Regions from separate parts of the Mus musculus genome. Here region 1 is linked to region 2. A link is a contact called in public ChIA-PET data. All regions are on one chromosome and are shown on one strand. The core of a region is the stretch at or near the end of the contact, and the rest is flanking DNA. Distances in the headings are between cores, read along the strand shown.

The links. ChIA-PET counts read pairs in DNA pulled down with a chosen protein or histone mark.
Region 1: an RNA polymerase II ChIA-PET map of memory CD8 T cells shows a contact between it and region 2, with 65 read pairs. The contact joins two enhancer-like sites. A contact is called at or near these places in 10 of 484 Hi-C or Micro-C datasets (B cells, CD8 T cells, the G1E-ER4 cell line and 7 more), 3 of 115 datasets of contacts at active chromatin or transcription factors (bone marrow-derived dendritic cells, memory CD8 T cells and regulatory T cells) and 3 of 9 other capture datasets (adipose tissue, embryonic stem cells and liver).

The regions. Positions count from the first base shown.
Region 1 is chr5:28,379,638-28,383,531 of GRCm38.p6, forward strand. The region is part of intron 10 of Rbm33 (RNA binding motif protein 33); the gene reads left to right. Among named protein-coding and RNA genes, the nearest start is that of Rbm33, 64 kb to the left of the region's middle. Within about 2 kb of position 2,499, at least 9 of the 459 cell types and tissues checked have an H3K27ac peak or open chromatin away from gene starts, as enhancers often do. A contact at or near this core is called in CD8 T cells and memory CD8 T cells, where this site is marked.
Region 2 is chr5:28,267,226-28,271,500 of GRCm38.p6, forward strand. No RefSeq gene overlaps it. Among named protein-coding and RNA genes, the nearest start is that of Gm35524, 24 kb to the right of the region's middle. Within about 2 kb of position 2,601, at least 98 of the 459 cell types and tissues checked have an H3K27ac peak or open chromatin away from gene starts, as enhancers often do. A contact at or near this core is called in CD8 T cells and memory CD8 T cells, where this site is marked.

The sequences.
Region 1 (3,894 bases), core at 1,249-3,748, 110 kb after region 2:
CTGAGTTGAGAGTCTTGTCTGAGAGAATAGGTGTGCAGCACGTGAAGAGGAGTGGCAGTTGGAGTTGGGCTACAGCTATTCCACACAGAGAAGCAGTGTACTTAGTCTGCCATATCTTGAAGTTGTTGGTGTTTTTTGTTGTTTTGTTTTTGTTTTTCATGACAGGGTTTCAGTGTGTAATTCTGGCAGTCCTAGACCTTGCTCTGTAGACTGGACTTGAACTCACAGAGATCTATCTGCCTCTGCCTCCCAGTGCTGGGATTATATGTGTGCACGACCACGCCCAGTGCTTGAAGTTCTTACTGGAAACCATGCATTGGTCTCTCTGGAGTCCTCTTGGCTCTGACCACTAATTGGGGCAGAACTGAAGGGTTAAGGGGAGAGTTATACCCTGGTCTCTCCATGACAGCAGACCTCAGCAGAACTTCACTCTTTACAGTGTAGAAAACAGCCTGCTCTTCCAGTTACACCTGCCTTATCTCCTTGGAGGATTCAAAATTAACTGTCTGGAGAGGTGGAGGGTGGGGTGGGGGTGGGGTGGAGGGAAGGATTATGAAAAGCCTCGTTTTTCATACGACTCATTCTATTGATCCCTGACTCAGTTCATGGAACCAACACACGTTCTACTTCTGTGATCCTAGTAACGAAAACAGACTGGAATGCTGGGCTTAACTTAATTACACTCAGTTATGAAGTCAGAGTGAAAAGAAACTGGAGCTTGCTGTTAGGTCTTTTTGAGATCTGAACAGAAAGGCCAATTACAGAAGGTCTTGTCTTGTATTTCATGATAATGTAGGAGGTATGTGTAGAAACCAGGGGCACAATGCAGGAAGTCACTCTGGTTCTGGAAGGAGATAGGTGTAATTCCTGATTTATCTAGAAAGCCAGGTATACTGCAGGAAATCAGTCTGGTTTGGAAAGGAACAAGGTGGGCCAGTTGGCTGGGGAGAGCAGCTGTGCAGGCGTGAGACTGGCAGCATGGGATGATGACTTGTGAATAACTTAGGCTTGCTGCACTCTTGTTTGAAATTGGTGAAAGTTAAAGTGATAAAAATTTTCACACTGAGTGTTGCTGATTTCCAGCTATCAGTACATGTCTTGTGTAAGTATTGTGTTAAATTCTTCCCTCTTCAATTCCTCCTGCTCTGCTCTTGGCCAACTTGTTAACATAGCTAAAAATTGAGGTGCCTGAAGCACTGTTAAATACCACATAAGTAGCATGCCTTCAGTGCTTGCTGTAAGTCAGTATGCTGTTTGTTTCTATGAAAAATTGACTAAATGAAATAATAGATTGAAAACTTAGATTATCTTAAATAGGTTGCTGTTAAAAATTAGCACACACATGGTCCATCCTTTCATCTCAGCTCCAAACTTTGGCTCTGTAACTCCTTCCATGGGTGTTTTGTTCCCAAATCTAAGGAGGGGCATAGTGTCCACACTTCAGTCTTCATTCTTCTTGAGTTTCATGTGTTTAACAAATTATATCTTATATCTTGGGTATCCTAGGTTTGGGGCTAATATCCACTTATCAGTGAATACATATTGTGTGAGTTTCTTTGTGAATGTGTTACCTCACTCAGGATGATGCCCTCCAGGTCCATCCATTTGGCTAGGAACTTCATAAATTCATTCTTTTTAATAGCTGAGTAGTACTCCATTGTGTAGATGTACCACATCCACACAATGGAGTACCATATCCAGGGATCCACCCCATAATCAGCATCCAAACGCTGACACCATTGCATACACTAGCAAGATTTTATTGAAAGGACCCAGATGTAGCTGTCTCTTGTGAGACTATGCCGGGGCCTAGCAAACACAGAAGTGGATGCTCACAGTCAGCTAATGGATGGATCATAGGGCTCCCAATGGAGGAGCTAGAGAAAGTAGCCAAGGAGCTAAAGGGATCTGCAACCCTATAGGTGGAACAACATTATGAACTAACCAGTACCCCGGAGCTCTTGACTCTAGCTGCATATATATCAAAAGATGGCCTAGTCGGCCATCACTGGAAAGAGAGGCCCATTGGACTTGCAAACTTTATATGCCCCAGTACAGGGGAACACCAGGGCCAAAAAGGGGGAGTGGGTGGGCAGGGGAGTGGGGGTGGGTGGATATGGGGGACTTTTGGTATAGCATTGGAAATGTAAATGAGTTAAATACCTAATAAAAAATGGAAAAAAAAAAAAGAAAAAAAAATTAGCACACACATTACTAATAACTATGCAATACTTGGATGTATCCAAGCCTTACTGTATAAGGCTGCTCAGACTGTTGCAGGCATAGAAGCAGCTATATTGCAGATCAGAACCAGAAGATGACTGGATGGAAAGTGACCAGGGCAGTGGGAGAAGAAGCTGACTAGGGATAGGAAAAAGACTTCCCAGGGATGGTGGACCAACTGGTTAAAATCACCTGGTGATACTAATCTGCTGTAATGAGCCTTTTCACTGTATAGTGAAAAGCAGGCTGGGAAGTGGGGATGTGGGTCATCTGTGGTCTACACCAGGATGGGTCTGTGAAACAAGCCTCAAAGAGCAGTTTGGGCCTGTCTGAAATGAGGATGGGTGGCAGAAAGGGCCATTTCTACCAGAGAAGCTGTTCTCAGGGGAATTTTGTTTTTTGTTTTTGTTTTTTAAAACAAAACATGAATAAAGTTTTTAAAGAAATAGATGCATTGTAGAAGTCTAGTATAGTTTCCAGAGTTCATAGTGCCATAGATGTTTTGTATCTAAGGGGAAAGTTGATTATTGTTTGAAATCTCCAACTCTGCGAGCTTTGTGTTGACAATGATAACCTGTGGCAGTTCACACTGAATTTTTTCAGTGAAATCTTTTGATGTGGTTGAGTGACTGTGGTAAAGTTACCAAAGTAGAGGTATGACTTTGACTTTAGGCAGTGATTTGACATCATAAAGATTTTGTTTCTTGGTCATGTTTGATGAGGTAATGGGCCTTGTATGGGCAGATGATGGCAGTCTTTGAACCAGAACACCTTTGGTCCTCTGTAGATGATTATAAAGTACATGATGATGTTCTTAAAGTCACATGGTAGTTATTAAAATTCTATGAGGGCTGGAGAAATGGTTACTGACTGCTCTTCTAAGGTGCTGAGCTTCCATCAACTACATGGTGGCTAACAACCATCTGTAATGGGATCTGATGCCCTCTTCCTGATGTGTTTGAAGACAGCTACAGTGTACTCACATATATAAAATAAATCTTTTTTTAAAAAGTGAAAATCACTGTAAGGTAGGGAGTATGTGATCCTTCATTCAGGCCGGTTCTCTCTCCCAGCTCCTCTGACATCAAGATCGACCGTAGAACCAAAGGCAGTCAGCAGTGGATTCAAGTAACCTCTTGTCAGCACGCCAGGTGCCTGACTCTAGAGTTGGGGTTTCACCTTATTCACACATACTGAGTTCTAAACCATTTCTAATCTTCTGAACTGTTATGAGAGGTGGGCCCACTGTTTGTGATTTCTGATGGCCTCAGTGTGTTTCATTTCAGACTGTCCCTGAAGTGGCAGTTCTACACAGCTTTGGAGGACAATTGTGTAATTGGAAAGTGTCAGGATTACTGATTGACTTGGTGTGGTGGTTACTTTTTTTTTTTTTTTTTTTTTTAAAGATTTATTTATTTATTATTATATGTAAGTGCACTGTAGCTGTCTTCAGACACACCAGAAGAGGGAGTCAGATCTTGTTACGGATGGTTGTGAGCCACCATGTGGTTGCTGGGATTTGAACTCTGGACCTTCGGAAGAGCAGTCGGGTGCTCTTACCCACTGAGCCATCTCACCAGCCCCGTGGTGGTTACTTTTATGTCAACTTAGCACATGCTAGAGTCATTTTGTAAGAGTGGGTCCTAACTTAGAAAATGTTCCTACCAGAAT
Region 2 (4,275 bases), core at 1,351-3,850:
AGCCTCCTCTTTGTTGGAACAACCTTGGAGCACTGGCCTATTGAGAAACTTTGGTCCCTGGTCCTAGGAGGAACTCTCAAGTGACAGGACCATCTTCCTTATTGGAGATAAGAGGCACCAGTGTCCTAAGCCACAGTGCTAAGCAGCCAGGGCTTCAGGCAGGTCTCCCCCCTCCCCCACCTTTGACCCTACAGATTGTCTTGGTCTCTTCCCTCAGCCAATTATCCCATCAATTTTGTCAGTGAAATAGGGCATAGGTCAATTCTACATAGCAAGTTGTCATAAGGTTCCAGGTCACCAACTGCACTGATGAGAGGACAAGGCTTGACGCCATGGGTCGAGGACACACAGGTTCTTGCAAAGCTCCATGTGTCTCTTTCAAGTGTCTGGACCTGATTTGTGCCCCTTGTTATAAAATGTAAACAGAAGCACATTCTCTACTTCTGTAAGTTATCCAGGGAATTATCAAAGCTGAGAGACCAGGGGAACATCTAACGTGGTGGCCAGCAGGACAAGAGTGCAGGTGCTTCAGGGACCACACAGAGCTGGCATCCAGCCAGGGTGTTTCACTGACTCTCGGAGCTCAGTGTCAAGGTAGAATCATCTCCCACTGACTGGTTTCAGAGGGGAGCCAGCAAAGGAAGAGGGTATTACTATAGCCACTGTGTAGCTTTTTTCAGAGTGTGTCACCTATTTATAGACATTTAACACACAACAAAGATGAAGCTGGAAAAGGGTATTTTGTACTTTGAGAGATGCAAATGGGTTTGTAATGAATCCACTGTTTCAAATCCACAGACAAAGCTACAGCATACATTTGCTGTGATGAAACTTCACCCGGAATTCTTTACTAGGAATCCCTGCCAACGCATTTCCCTTTTCTGTTTTTTTTGTTTTTGATTTTTTTGTTTTGTTTTGTTTTGTTTTGTTTTGTTTTTGTTTTTTTTTTGTTTTTTGTTTTTTGGTTTTTGGTTTTTGGTTTTTGGTTTTTCGAGACAGGGTTTCTCTGTATAGCTCTGACTGTCCTTGTCCTGGAACTCACTTTGTAGACCAGGCTGGCCTCGAACTCAGAAATACGCCTGCCTATGCCTCCCGAGTGCTGGGATTAAAGGCAGGCGCCACCACGCCCGGCATTCTGTATTTTTTCTTTTTAATAATTTATTTATTTATTCGCTTTACATCCCCATTGCAACCCCCCCTCCTCCTGGTCTTCACCACACAGCCCTTCCCCCAACCCCATCCCTGGGTATCAGCCCACCCTGGCACTAGGAGTAGGTGATCCTCGCTCACTGGTTTTGTTTGTTTGTTTGTTTTGTTTTTGTTTTTGTTTTATAATTTTACTGTCGAATCTTAAGTCCGAAGACCTCTGATCTTGAAGGCAGGTCTACCCCACAGTATCTCTGGGCAGTGCGGGCCTTCTGCTCTGGTGGTGAAAGTTCTTTCTTTCGCTTTCAGAGGCACGGAGGACTCAGCACTGGGCATTTTGACTTAGGAGGCAGGAGCTGGGAAGTCTGTATTTGGCCCTGCTGCCAACATTCTTATTATCCTTCCAGCTTACTGAGGGCTTTTTTTCTTCTCCTGCATCCTCATCTCTCCCCTGGGCTTTTCTGCTGCACAAAACAGGAAAAAGGCAGAAAAAGCCCCCCTTCAGGTTGACCATCCAGTGGGCATAGGAAGTCAGACATTTTAAAGCCAGCAAAGGCTCAAGAGTCCCCTGTGCAAATATGCAGGATAAAGGGGTTCAGGGCAACTTGTAGTTCTCCAGCAGGTCTCAGTTGCATTTCAAGATCACGTCTCCTCTGTAGCTGAACACAGGGAGTCCTGAGACTGTCACCCACTACAATGGGGATTACAGTTGTCTTTTCCTATGTAGGGAACGTGACTTTGCAACCATGAACTCTCACTTATCTGATGTGAGCCTTCAGTTTGGGAGCTGACCCCTGAATACCTGTTGTTCTGCCTCTCTGTCCCACCCAACACCGTGTTAAGTTATTCCTGGTGCCATTCCTTGTCCAGCACCCATCAAGGGCAGATATGTCCAGTCTTTGGGGCTTTGGCTATAAAAGGACTGCTGCCATGTTTATGCAGCTTGGACAGTATGATGCAATGTTATGGGGATAAGGAAGGTCCTTCCGATGTTGGAAAGGTACTCTGGGGTGCATCACAAAGCTTTCCTCTCCCCTGTGTAACCCCAGGCCTTCCTTGGGCATCTGGATGTATCACTCAGACCAGGGACACCTTGGGATTTAAACAGCACTATCCCTTGCATATAAGCCAATAGTGACTGAACATCCACACTTCGGGGCAGGCAGTGCCCTGAGCTCTGAGATAAGCACTGGCCTATATGTCTATCATTCTTATCATCAAGTCCAGGCAAGTAAGTTGGAGCTGGTCTCAGATTCCTCCTTTATGCAGTGCCTTCCAAGGCTGCAGTGAGTGTGAGGTTGTAACGGGCAAGTGGCTCCAGGGTGAGTGCTCTGCTCCTCAGGCAGCTGCCTCCCCAGGCATGGGTGTTGCCTACTGGGCACATTAGGGTTTGAATGTAAACTGTCTCCCACAGGCTCGTGTGTTTGAAGTGGTTTCTGACGCTGTTTGCACAGCCTGTGTAGGTTTTAGAAAGTGAAGTGATCACTTTAGAAAGTGATCCTGGAGGAAGTGGCTCAATGAGGGCGTGCCTTGAGGCTTTTTGGCTTCGCCCTACTTCCTGTTTGCTCTTTCCTGGAGTGTAGATGTAATGTGGCCAGCCTCCTGCTCTTGCCACACTTTCCCTAATATGACATTCTCTAACCCTCTGGAACTGCGAGCCAAAATGAATCTCTTCTCCTCGGAGTTGCTTTTGTTAGGTTTGTTTATTGTGGTACGTAACTAAGACAGGAAGCTGGGGAATGCTTGCCATCTAGACTCAGGTCCCCAACTTGTAAAGTAGATTGTGGTGGTGAAGTGTCAACATATCAACGACTGGTGAACCATTCTTTTTTGTTTCTAGAAAACACCAGCCGCCTAACTTCTGACTGAAGAATAGCCTGACGTTGCCAATGCTGCAGGTGCCATTCTGTCACCTAGGCCAGATGTGGCAGCATGACACAGGAGAGTTCACTTCCACCCTAGGTATCCAGCTGAGTCAGACGTCTGAACTTTAGATGCCAGCCCTTGGGCCAGTGCAGGTCCTTGGTTTTCAGCCTCTGACTGAGAGTCACACTCTTGGACTCCCTGGATCTCCAACCCACACAGAGAGGCTGTGGGCTTTAGCTGTCGGTCACAGAGCAAATTCATTCTCTCTCTCTCTCTCTCTCTCTCTCTCTCTCATCTATCTCCCTCTCTCATCTATCTGTCTCTTTCTCTGTTTCTCTCTGTAAGACTCTCTCCTTTCTTTCTTCTTTAAAAAAAGTATTGCTCTCATATATTACAACCCAACTGCAGTTACCCAGCCCTCCCTTCCCCTGGTCTCTCTCTCCCACCTCTACTGATCCTCATGTCTACCCTCCCTCTGCTTCCCCTCAGAAAGGAGCAGGCCTCCCAGGGACATCAACCAAACTCAGCACGACACAGTATCAGTGGAGACCATAAGACCCAGCACATAGCATCACATCAAGACTGGACAAGGCAACCCGGTGGGAGGAAAGGGATCCCACAAGCAGGCAAAAGCATCAGAGACAGCCCCAACTCCCACTGTTGGGAGTCCCACAAGAAGACCAAGCCTCTCAGCCATAACACATATGCAGAGGGCTTAGGTAAGATCCATATACACCCCCTAATATCTGTGACCCCCACGAGTCCTGGGCAGTTGATTCTGTGAACCATGTTCTTATGGTATCCTCAACCCTTCTGCAGAGCTAGCTCTCTCAACAGCCCCCAGTATTTGCCTGTATCTTTACCTACACTTATATCCAAATCAAAGTTTATAAGCAAATCTACATTATGTGTCCATCTGTATCAGCATCTGTTTCTATTTCCGCATTACATTCATAGTCATATCTACCTCTATCATAGCCATGTTCATATCTATCTACATCACATCTGTCTTGGTCACTGTTCTATTGCTGTGAAGAGAAACCATGACCAAGGCAGCTGTTATAAAGAAAGCATTTACTTGAGGCTGTCTTACAGTTTCTGAGGTTTAGTTCATCATCTTCACAACAGGGAGCATGGCAATATGCAGGCAGGCACTGGTGCAGTTGCTGACAGCTACAACATGATCAATAGGCAGAGATAGAGAGACAGAGATAGACACAGAGACAGACCCTGGGCTAGGCATGGGGTTTTGAAACTTCAAAG